3 separate regions of the Mus musculus genome follow, and regions 1 and 2 are each linked to region 3. Evidence: chromatin contacts called from public Hi-C and targeted proximity ligation data. All regions are on one chromosome and are shown on one strand. The core of a region is the stretch at or near the end of the contact, and the rest is flanking DNA. Distances in the headings are between cores, read along the strand shown.

What was found. A called contact is a pair of places that touch in the nucleus more often than the background predicts.
Region 1: a contact with region 3 is called in a targeted proximity ligation map of pro-B cells, with 7 times the contacts expected there. A contact is called at or near these places in 7 of 484 Hi-C or Micro-C datasets (the G1E-ER4 cell line, bone marrow-derived macrophages, cerebral cortex and 2 more) and 9 of 130 datasets of targeted methods (the 230-238 cell line, CD8 T cells, the NIH/3T3 cell line and 4 more).
Region 2: a contact with region 3 is called in a Hi-C map of bone marrow-derived macrophages, with 26 read pairs. A contact is called at or near these places in 1 of 484 Hi-C or Micro-C datasets (bone marrow-derived macrophages) and 3 of 130 datasets of targeted methods (bone marrow-derived macrophages, effector CD8 T cells and large pre-B cells).

Annotation. Positions count from the first base shown.
Region 1 is chr19:32,830,033-32,834,087 of GRCm38.p6, reverse strand. No RefSeq gene overlaps it. Among named protein-coding and RNA genes, the nearest start is that of Pten, 74 kb to the right of the region's middle.
Region 2 is chr19:32,786,964-32,790,743 of GRCm38.p6, reverse strand. All of the region lies in intron 2 of Pten (phosphatase and tensin homolog), which reads right to left. Among named protein-coding and RNA genes, the nearest start is that of Pten, 31 kb to the right of the region's middle.
Region 3 is chr19:33,099,046-33,103,225 of GRCm38.p6, reverse strand. Gm29863 (a long non-coding RNA gene) reads right to left here. Exons shown (of 5, transcript XR_386659.2): 3 at 3,541-3,639; 4 at 2,357-2,493; 5 at 1,065-1,474. Among named protein-coding and RNA genes, the nearest start is that of Gm29863, 15 kb to the right of the region's middle.

The DNA.
Region 1 (4,055 bases), core at 473-2,972, 270 kb after region 3:
GCACAGTCATTAAAAGAATACCATTTATAAAACATACATTTTGGGGGGCTAGAAAGATGGCTTAGTGGGTTAAGAGTAAAGGCTGCTCTTCCAAAGGACCAACACAGCTCACAACTGTCTGGGCTTTGTGGATATCTGGCATCATCATGTAATACACAGACATATATGCTGGAAAAAATACATTTAAAAAGTTAAAAAAGCAAGAAAGACTTTGAAAGTTATATGGTTCTAATATACCAATGAGAGTTACTCTAAGGTCTTGAAACTCTCTACTCCTAAATTAGGAAGCCATTTCTCCAAACACAATTATTGCTCAGTTTTCCCCCAAACATGTCTTAATGTTTTCTTAGTCAACCAGTGCAACACTGTCCTTTTTTCTCCTATATTTTCTATTGAAAAGCATACATTATATCTACATGACCGGTTAGCTTCTGTATGACATTTTTTTTTAAAGGTCTGACTGCCAAGGCTACATCAAAGAGTTAACCATAGCCAGCAAGCAAAACTACCATTGGGTACCAATTCCGGAGATGAATTTTGACCATGATCTAGTGGTGAGTCGCTAGGTTTCCAAATTCCTTCCACTGCAGGTAGACAACAACTGAATGGATCCAACCAGGAAACTGTAGATGGAGCATTGAGCATGCTTTATTGCTTTAAGGCTATACAGCATCGTTACAGGAAATTTTTACCATCACCAAGGCAGGGCTTATGATGATGCTAATTCCTTACTCAAGGCAGCTGACAAGCAGGAGGAGCTTCTTCATAAGTGTCTGTGGCAAGCACATAAAAGTACTAAGGTTAGCGTTTCATTAAGTACTCTGTAGCTAATTACACTCAGATACATTTTTGCTTTTCAAAGCTACAGCCCCCCCTTTAAGATTATCAAGCAATTCCCGCACATATGTAGCAGCTTGATCTTCACGTGGGTCCTGGACAACTGGAGTGAGGTTGAGGTGGGGCTAAGGGAGAGGGTCCCAATAGCTGTTGCCTGTGCGTGGGTGCGATATGTTCTGCTAGCTGAGTTGCTTTGTCTGGCCTCAGTGGGAGAGGAAGAGCCTAGCCTCTCAGGGACTTGGTGTGCCAGGGTGGGGAGATACCCAGGGGGTCCCCACCCACTCAGAGGAGAAGAGGACAGGGGATGAGGTAAGTATTGTGGGAGGGGCTAACTGGGAGTGGGCAGTGAGCAGGATGTAAAGTGAGTAAGTAAGACAATTGATTCTCAAGCTGCTCTTAAGATGGATAGTTACCAAGTTCTCTTCATCTACTGGCTAGGCTCTTCATAGCCTCTCTTGAATTGTCCATTTTGTATGTTCTTTTCTTCTTTCAGATGCCATATCTTTTAGAAATAACGTAATTTTGTTTGCTGAGACCATCTTTCCATTTAGTTGTATATTTCTAATCATTTTACAATATGATTATAACACAATCATTACAATAGCTGTTTTTGTCTGTCATTTGACTTAGTCTAAGCATTTCCATCTGGGAAATCTGCAGTTGGCATCGCTTGATTGTCTTTTTCCTTGTTGCTCTCATTTTCCCAGTCCTTCCCAGTTAGGAAACATTGGATGGCGTACTGTGTACAGCAAAGGTCCTGTTATAATTTTCAGAAAAGCATTGGATGGATGGATAGGTGGATGAATGAAATCAACTGGTAAACTCAGATTGTGAGTTGTGTCTCACCTCTGAGTGGGAACTCCATCACTTTCACTTTCATGTTTGACACTTTGGGCGTGTTCCCTGGGCTCTGTCTCTATACCCATCCCCCTTGGGGATAAGTGTCGGGTACATGGAAGTCCCTAAATTGGAAGTAAAGATTTCCTTTCTAGTTAGTCTGTATTTTCCCCAGTGACCCACCTCTAGCCCCACTATGCTCTCTGGCTCTTGTATCAGTTTTTTTTTTGCCCCCAACCCCCAGCCAGAGAACAGGATTCCCATTTTAGCTAATCATAACACCCCTGCTGTACCAGGCTATATGTGGGTCCCAGCTCCGTTGAAAAACTAAGATGAAGGAACAAGACCTATGCCTGTTTAACCCTACAGTTACTTTTCATGTTTCATGGGGAGATTTTCTTTAATGGCTGATGCAAGGTTTTTACTAGGGGCGAGGAAACACATGGTAAGAGACACAGAGAAAGAACCTCTGAAAGTTAGAGGAGGACTGGGGACACTGAAGTCCAGTTTCTTATGGAGGGCTGGGAGTTTTGAGGGCCTTTGAATAGTCTTCCTCTGCTAATTTAGGCCTGGTCAGATTGAACAAAAGCAAGGAGAGAGGCTAATGTGCCCATATGTGGCCTCAGCCTTGAACTTGTCAGAACAGCCTACCAGCAAGGGGGTCTATTGTCAGAAGAAAAAGCCCACCAGGCCCTTAGGCCTTTGTCTCAGGTCAGGAGTGTGGGAAAGAAGCCTGAAGCTTGCCATCTTTCTTATCTGTTTTTGGCCCCTTTCCCTAGGTGGGCAGTGCCAATGGGAAAATTACTTGGACAAGTCTGGAGGAGTTCCCAGGCATCCACTTCTTAGGCAGGGCTCCGAGGCCTAAGGAGTAACAGCCAGTTGCAGTTAGACTCAGATCTCTCAAGCAAAACTTCACTCAGTCTAGATGTAGAGAAGACGGTTTTCTCTGACCCCCTCTTTCCACAGGGTTTTGGCACATGGTCCAGTCAGCTGCACGATTTACATTCTGTCTTACTAAGTAAGTCTTAATATTACTCATCGGGTTAAGGAATTTTCTTCATTAACTTGGTTTCTTAACCCCCCATGAGGCTGTGATGGAAGAAACCAAAAGGCCAACTTCTAAATTTAAACTAATTAAAGGCTTGGGTTTGAGACAAACCCAAGCCAGACTACCAGTTTGCTCCACCATATACATCTTGCAATGGACAGTGGTGGCAAAGAAAATAGCATCTTACTGATGACAAAGCCTACTAAGGTTCTTGTGATCTTTCTCTAAATGGGGCATAATCACCCACGGCATTTTCTTTTTCTCCGACAGATCTCTCTACATAGTTCTGACAAACCTGGAAATTACTATATAGACCAGGCTGGCCTTGAACTGAGACCTTCCTGTTTCTGTCTCCCAGGGGCTAGGATTGAAGACACGAGCTGCCACACTCAGCTTCTCCAACAATTTTCTGGACTACTTTTTCAATAGGAATTAAAATAGTACTAACAGTGTGTTAAAGACTCTATGCCGCTCACGGAGCTAGCTCCGAGGATGCATAGTCACCAATGGTTGCCTTATGTTCAGGATCATCAGTTAAGTTTATCAAAGCTCCTTATTGACCCTCTTGAGAGACACTCTGATGGCTGCCCCTCTCTGTTCTCCCTTTCAGCATGGAATAAGTTAGAAAGATGCCCCGCCCACCCCACCCCACCCCCAAACACACCTAACGGCAGTTAGCATGGCCGGAGAGGGGAGTGTGGGACTAGGAGAGTCACACAAACCCTTGGTTGGTGCAGAGATTCTTAGTTGCTATCTGTGCGGAATGATTCAGTGGTTTTATTATGCTTTGATCAGTCCATGAGCTCCTCTGAGTATTTCTCCAAAATTCACCTTCCACCATTTTATCCTACGATCTGCTCTGCCTTCCTTTCATGGTGTCCTAGCTTTGTTCCCACATCAAACTGTTGCACTTGCTGTTCCCGCGGCATGGTCTACAAGCTTCTCTAGCTTCTACACTAGGGTGATTCTAACTGGAGGCACATAACAGACTTGCTGAGTGGAAGTTAACTGAGCACCATCCACCAATCTGAATATTCCAGCTCAAACAAAAACAAAGGACATTTATTTAATGGATTTCACACCGCATTAGCAAGTCAGAGCTCCAATTCTGTCTCCTGATACACACCATTATATACCCATAACTTACCAATGTACCCTGTCAAGACTCTTATGGCTTGAATTAAATGGCTTTTTTTTAAAGATTTATCTTTATGTGCATGAGTATTTTGCCCGCACTGTATGTGAAACACTATAAGCATGCAATCTCATGGAGGCCAGAAGAGGGCATTCGTTGGATTCCTTGAAACTTGAGTTCCATAGGTTGTGAGCTGCC
Region 2 (3,780 bases), core at 869-3,368, 310 kb after region 3:
CAATTAAAGAAAGAAAACCAAGCAGTATGACACAATACATTTGTGTCACAGTCAGGTTACCAAAGTGGGCACATCCTCGGAATACATTATAAAATTACAAGAAAAATAGAGCAAAATATTAGGAATCTGGTTCTTTTAACTTCTGAGGTTTTTCTTTAAAAAAAAAAATCTTGAAATGGTTGGTTAGTTCTCTTTTATAAATAATTTTTAGAAGGAAACTACAACTCTGGAAATGTCAGGAAACAGAGGGAAAGTGTTCATGTAATTCTAGAGCTGACATCAGACAAGGAAGGAAATGCTGGCATAGTGAGATACCATACTGGACTGTAAAGCATTGCAAATGCTTCGCCTCAGCAGCAGCCTAGGAATCTACAACCCAATCTAAAAGAAGACTACAGAGAGGATTTAACTGTAATCCATGGGGAACTATAAACTAGGCTCATTTGTTTAAACACAGAGGGAAATGTAATTTTTTAAAAGACAAAACATGAAGTCATACTTTGATGATTCAAAGAAAGAAAGAAAGAAAGAAAGAAAGAAAGAAAGAAAGAAAGAAAGAAAGAAAGAAAGAAAGAAAGAAAGAAAGAGAGAGAAAGAAAGGTCAAGCCCACTAAGTGACATGTGCCATGCATGTTACCACCGCACACATGTAAACACAGCCAGGTCTATAGAACTGAGTTTGAAGTCAGCTGGGATTAGAGTTGGACACCATCTCAAAACAGCAATCACAGTAACAATGCTATGGACTTGGTAGGATTCTCTAGAATTCTCTTTTGTAATGAACAAATTATTCAGGAAAAAACACTTAGCTGCAGAGAGCTCACAAAGCTCCATTTTAAAACACGGTCATCACAATGGCAGAAGGAGTGCTCAGAGATGAAATCAGAACAGCACAAAGTGGTGTATAAGAAGGAACACAAAAACAGTATCAACTAAAGGTTGGAGTGGAGCAACAGAACAAAAAGAAACTAGAATTCCATACGCTTGACTGGTGTATAATGCTGGAAACAGGAAAAAGGCAGGGAGCCCTAAACCTTTCACTTCTCTATTCTCTGTCCAAAAGAAAAATGCCGAGTCAGTAGTAGGAGATATATTAACAATTCCTCATAAGTTAAATCTTTTCTACTTGATAATTTAAGCAAAGCTGCTTCTTGATTATTTAAGAGCTAGCAATAGAAAATATAGTAATTATATACAACAATAAAGCAGAGTTAGCAATCAGTTATTCTGAGCAAAATATAACCCATCAATTTCTTTAGTCAACATTTATCTGAATCTAAGGGCACAGAAGGGATTTATAAAGGCTATATTATAAAGGCATAAAGAAAGGACTTATAAAGCATTATAAAGCTGTGTCTACAAAAGGAATCAAAGCAGTTTAAACAATTTAAAAGAAAACTCAGTTGAAAAGAAAGTCAACACAAAGTAAACACCACGTATGCACACAATGCCCCACAGAAGTTAACTGTCCGAAGCTTTGGAAGCTAGAAAGTCCAAGAACACCCAAACAAACAAACAAAGACCACGGCTTCTTATATGTAAACACAGCTACAAATTTCTGAAAGGGGGATGAAGTATAAAAATTTCATAAGGAAATTGTGCCACCCTTATGTCAACCAGTTAGCAAACACTGAGATCAGAGGCAGGTATTTCTTTTCTCTTTCCCTTGTTGTGAGACACTCACTCCTACAGAGTGGGCAGCAAGGTACAAGAGAACAGTAGATTCTTCAAAGATCTCACTGGAAGACCTGGGAATTCACAGACAGCAACCAGGATGTAGGACCATGCATTGGTGTCTAAGCAGACTGTAGCCCCTACACCACGTTTCCTAAACTTCTGCTTTCCACAATGGGAACTTCCTCCAGAGCATTATTCCTTTCTGGTAAAGACATTTTATGTCATTTGCAACTAAAAACTCATAATTCTTTCAAGAGTCTTTCCTACCGTGTGTTTACCTTAGGCTTAGGGAAATCCTATCTGTGTGCCCCTTAACAGTTGAACATTCTGATTTCTTAGCTAGCATGTGAGCAACAGCAAGTCTAACAGAAGAAAGCAGCCCTTTAATGGGTACAGTACATCATTCCATCATTTGAAGGGGTGGGGGGATAACTGTCTCAAAGAGAACTGATTACTTAGGGACACATTCCGCACTTCCCCCACTGTTCTCTCAGTCTGACACATAGAAAGACAAGTGAGGAAAGACAAGTGAAACAGCACATTCCAAAGAGAAATGGGCAAACTTGCCTACAGAGATGTATTTAGATAGTAGAGGCTAAAATATTAGACAGCAGTGAGAGGCAATGCTCCCTAACCCTGCACGACCTAAGACACCTCCTAGAACTGCATCTTCCTTGAAGGAACTGACTGCACATCGCCCTCACCACTCTCACCCTCCTATCCCTGTTGAGCCTCCTTTCCAACTGTGGTGTGTCTGTGTGTCTGTCTCACATCGCCCTCACCACTCTCACCCTCCTATCCCTGTTGAGCCTCCTTTCCAACTGTGGTGTGTCTGTGTGTCTGTCTCACATCGCCTCACCACTCTCACCCTCCTATCCCTGTTGAGCCTCCTTTCCAACTGTGCTGTGTCTGTGTGTCTGTCTCACTGAGATAAACTGAGGCTGATGTATGAGCATGAAAGATTTCTTAGGAAATAAATCTAGATAAGCCACAATAGTGAATTTTAAATTTATTTTATATAAACATGTATTTCAAATGCTAGAAAGTATTACCAAAAATCCACAACAAAACAACAAAAACAAATCTTAAAAAACCCCACAAAACAGAAACAAAGAAACCAAAGTAGTTCAAGAGGACAGAGAAGCAGCCCCAGAAGCCAGCCCTGACCACCGACTGCACTTGCGGAACCTTTCCCAGGGAATCTAGGCAAACGCTGACACTTTCAGTGAGTCAGCTCTGACAGAAAATGAAGGTTAACTTAAACAATTTTAGGTGTGTGTGTGTGTGTGTGTGTGTGTGTGTGTGTCATGGGAACAACAGGTATTTCTCTATGACTTTGCAACTAGTCTGTTTTTGAGAACGGTTCCCTCACTGAACACGGAGCTAGTTATTTTGGCTAAGCTAACTGGCCAGCAAGCCCCCAGGATAGTCTTCTCTGCCTGCTTCCTGTCACAGAGGTCGCAGAAACATGCTGAGCAAGCTGGCTTTTGTATGAGTTCTAAGAATGGGAACTCAGTGAGACTAGGCCGGGGCCTAGCAAACACAGAAGTGGATGCTCACAGTCAGCTACTGGATGGAGCACAGGGCCCCCAATGGAGGAGCCAGAGAAAGTATCCAAGGAGCTAAAGGGATCTGCAACCCTGTAGGTGCAACATTATGAACTAACCAGTACCCTGGAGCTCTTGACTCTAGCTGCATATGTATCAAAAGATGGCCTAGTCAGCCATCACTGGAAAGAGAGGCCCATTGGACACGCAAACTTTATATGCCCCAGTACAGGGGAACGCCAGGGCCAAAAAAATGGGAATGGGTGGGTAGGGAAGTGGTGGTGGGGGGAGGGTATGGGGGATTTTTGAGATAGCATTCTAAATGTAATTGAGGAAAATACGTAATAATAAAAAATATTAAAAGAAAAGAAAAGAAAAGAAAAGAAAAGAAAAGAAAAGAAAAGAAGAGAAAAGAAAAGAAAGCATGCTGAGCAAGCCAGTCAGGAGTGCCCCTTCATGCTCTCTGCATTGGCTCCTGCCTCCAGGTTCCTGCCCTGTTTCAGTTCCTGTCCTCATTACTTTTGATAATGAACTGTTATATGGAACTGTGAGTAAA
Region 3 (4,180 bases), core at 451-2,950:
GGAGAGACAGTGGGAAGAAAGGCGAAGGAGCATGAAGACAAAAATGTGATTTGTATAAACAAGACAAATCCATTACACTCTCCATATTACACACTGGACACATTCGAAGTTCAAAGAACAGAAACTAGATTCAGAGGTAATGCAACAAATCCCACACCGCTGTCGGAGTGGTAGCACTCCTGGAGGAAAAGCCAGGAGCGGTGAAGGGTGGATTTTAGCATGTCTTGCGCATGCTTATTTATGGTGCAGCACTTCACTGGGTGACACTTCACAGGCTGCACACTGGCGAGCTGGAGAGCTTTGAAGAAAAATAATGAGCTGAGAGGTTCATGACATGCTATTAAGAAGTTTGTGATTGGACTTGGGAAATCAGATGGATCTCCAAGGAAAAGGGACCATATCTGAACCATTGCATTTAGAATATTTTTGAGTCCCGGAGCAGCTATTTATGAGAAGGGAGAGTTGTTTTTTGTCTCAATTCCAGGTTCTGACTTATGTGTAGTGAAGAAGCCGCTTTGCACAGCAGACCTGAAGTCCCTGAAATATCCATGACGTCACCTTTTTTCTACTGATCTCCCTTTGACTGCACAGAGGCATGCTATTAGCTTTGTGCTGTTTGAGCTAAATTCTCCCACATGTAGCTAGCAATCCAGCCAAAACAATGTCAGCAGGAAATTTCACACTGGATGCTCAAGGTAGTCCCAGCTCAGGGAGATGGAAAGATCAGGTTCGGATGCTTGGTTTTGCTAAGGATCAGGACAGAAAGAAAAGGCATCCAAGGTGGGATGCAGGGCTGCCTAGAATATGCAGCTTCCTGTCTTCCAGGCAGTGAGTGGTACACTGTCACCCTGTATTCCCAGGGCTTATGTGACATATGTGAATACAGAAAGCACTCAGCTCCATTTCTGGTGGTGAACCTAGGAGACCTTGCTCCTAAATGACAGAGGAGCCATTTTAAGATATGATATCATAAAAGATAATAATATCTGAAAGGGGGAAATGCATGCACCCAGGGTAACACATAAGTAGGCGAGCACAGGATGAATTTGTGGTTAAACCATTTATTCCATTGCAGATGACAATTTAACTCTTTGGAGCCCAGAGTTCCCCCTATGCTCATGCGTCGTGAAGAGATGATTACGTAATCTGCACTGCAGGTTGAATTGGGAACATCTGGGGACAGTTGTAGGGAGCTAGCCATGATCCTGAAGCTCAGACTAAGATCACTGGCCTCCAGTTCTCTCTGCCAGCCCCATGGTAACAGGAAGGCATAACCCTTGCCCCCAGATCTATTGAACCGAGCAAACAGTGGGGCTGAGCACTCGCATTGTGAACGACTATTTGGAGAAAAGATGGGGTGGGGATTGAAATGTTCTGCTAATCAAAGGCACCAACTGTTGCTGCTTCTCCGGCTTTCTTCAGAAACATCACACGGGTGATGGTACGTTTTTTTCAAGCCTGCGCCAGCCCAGCTCTAAAATGGAAAAGTATTCGTTTCATATGAGCAAATGTTTTCTTCTTTTTTGCTTCTCTCTCTCTCTCTCTCTCTCTCTCTCTCTCTCTCTCTCTCTCTCTCTCCCTTCCTCTCTCCCTCCCTCTCTCTCTCCCTCTCTCTCTCCCTCTCTCTCTCCCCACTGTGGGAAAACGAACTTACTTTCAGTTACGCCTGACATCTGACCACTATACTGATCACGAGGACACTGTGGTAAACCACAGGCCCACTTGAAAATATCTCTCTTAGGCACAGTTCCTGTGCTTTAGAGGGCACCATCCCTGGCTTTTGGTTGTGGCCCTGACTCTCGGCTCTGGCGTCCTCCATAGGAGTTCCATTTTCTCTTTCTTCCTCTACTGACAATGAGTGGTCTCATCCCCACATCTTCCAAATGAGCCAATTCACAAAATAAGTAAAATGTAAAAATGGTGCCTTTTTTTTTCCTATCCAAAGCCTCAAACAGAGCTCTGACTGTACACTGCACCCTTCTAAAAATGAAACAAGGCATGAAAACTTAAAGATAGGCTCAGGAGAAGGCTTGGTGGGTAGGAACACTTATTTCCTGAATGTGAGGATCTGAGTTCAGATCTCCAGCACACACATAAAAAACTGAATGTACCCAAGTGGGCCTGTAATTCCAGCACTGAGGCAGGGAAGACAGAGACAAGAGAGAGAATTACAGTGGCTTTTTAGCCCACGGCCTAGGCAAAAAACAAAATCGGCACTGGTTCAGTGAGAGAGTCTACTTCAGGGGTATAAGGCAGTCAGCAATAGAGGGAGATGCATGTATGCACAGATGCAAGCAAGTGAGTGTGTGTGTGTGTGTGTGTGTGTGTGTGTGTGTTTGTACCCGCACACACTTACAAGGCGGTAGAGGGTGGGTGGTGGTATCTTGATTAATAATGAGATGACCAGCCAGGATTTATTCATACTCCTTCTGTCTGAATCATCTTGTTTCTTGTAGCTGTTTTACACTTCCAGGATCTTGCCATCTGCCCACTCTACAGAAATACAGGAAAGCATTTTAAAAACAATGGCTTGGGGGGGGGGGGAGATCTGGGGATCCGAAAACCTATCTTTCTTTCTTTCACCCCACTGCTTACTGCTGCTTTCCTGAGAATGCAGTGCTGTTCCTGCTGCACCGGACTTGCCTCTTAACAACCTTCCTTCTGCCCCTCACAGCTCACATCTGGAGCCTGAGGAGAAAGAACAGATGTGGCTGCCCCCTTGCCTAAGTGGGAGGGGGGAGGACACCCTGGGTAGTTTGTCCTGCTTGGATCTAATATGTGTCACTGGAATATAGGTCAGCATTTTGATGGATAGGTTGAAACAGGCCAGAGGCAAAGATACCCCCGGGTTCACCCCACTCCACTCTACTGTCTTCTCCCCCAAAGCAAGTTAAGCCCCCAATGGCCTCAAGAGACATGCACAGCAGATGGAGCTGGTCTTCATGTCTTTACATTCTGCACACTAATTCTGTAGAAATCTAGAGCTAAGCTAAGGCTTTATCAGTCTGGGCTTGGGCCAAGCTTCAGGCTGAAGTTCAGCTGGCCTGGCCGGACGCAGATGCCAGCTGTTCACACTAACCTTGATTCCCCACCCCACCCCCAACACCTGATTTAGATAGCAGAGTGGCCAAGTGACATGCATGTAGCCCTGATGCACAACTGGAGAGATGACGTGATTTTTAATTACTGTGCAGTTCAGGTGGGAGCAGGAAACACAGGAAAGATACACACACACACACACACACACACACACACACACACACACACACTGAAATGAAACAAGAGAGTGCTACTGGTCTTGCCTAAAGATTATTACTTTAAAGGATTTTTTGGCAAATTTTGGTTTGAACACAGGCTTGACAACTCCCTTTCCCCCACAGTTCATAGAGGGACAAAGATATTAAATAAAAGCAGATTCTTCTTATGATTTAAAACATCAATGTGCTGGTCCCAGTATTGCAGAATTAATGCTGAGCAGACAGACAAGATGACATTCAGATCCAAAGATTTAACTTTGAGGAAAATGCAAAATATACTCACCAAAAATATTCAATTGGTCATTCAACATCACTGAACGGAGTATTCTTAATCCATATCTCAACACTCCGAGAGCCCAGCCTGCGACTAATCGTCCTTTGTCTAAAACAATGAAGATACAGATGGATTAGGAGAGGGACTTGTGCAGAGCTGAAAAGTTCAGCTAGCAAGCAGAGCTTCAAGGAAAATGAGATTTCCTTTAATTATGTTGACACTGGATGCCCCGGTAAGAAACTTGCACATGTGAGTTTATCATTTGCCAAATCGGTGTGTTTGTGTTTTCTCGTCACGCACATCGTGTCTAAGTACTTGTTCTGTTTCTGACACTAATCCAGGCAGTTGTCCACACATCATGTGATTCAGTTCTTACAAGAACCTGGGATGGCCAGCCATCCTCCTCATTATTTTGCTGCAAAGACTTACACAGATTAGAGGACTCCTTTAGAGATGAGATTCAAACCTCCCCTTTAAAAAAAAAAGTAAAAACCCTGTTGGTGCTTTCACAACTACACATTGTCTCTTTCAACCAGTGGCTTGTTTTATGTGTTCATATATAGGTCAATTGTTAAGCATTGTGTTCCCACTGGAGAAAACCTATAATCTGTGACAGAGGTTTCTTTACAGTTTTTACCTACAGTACTTA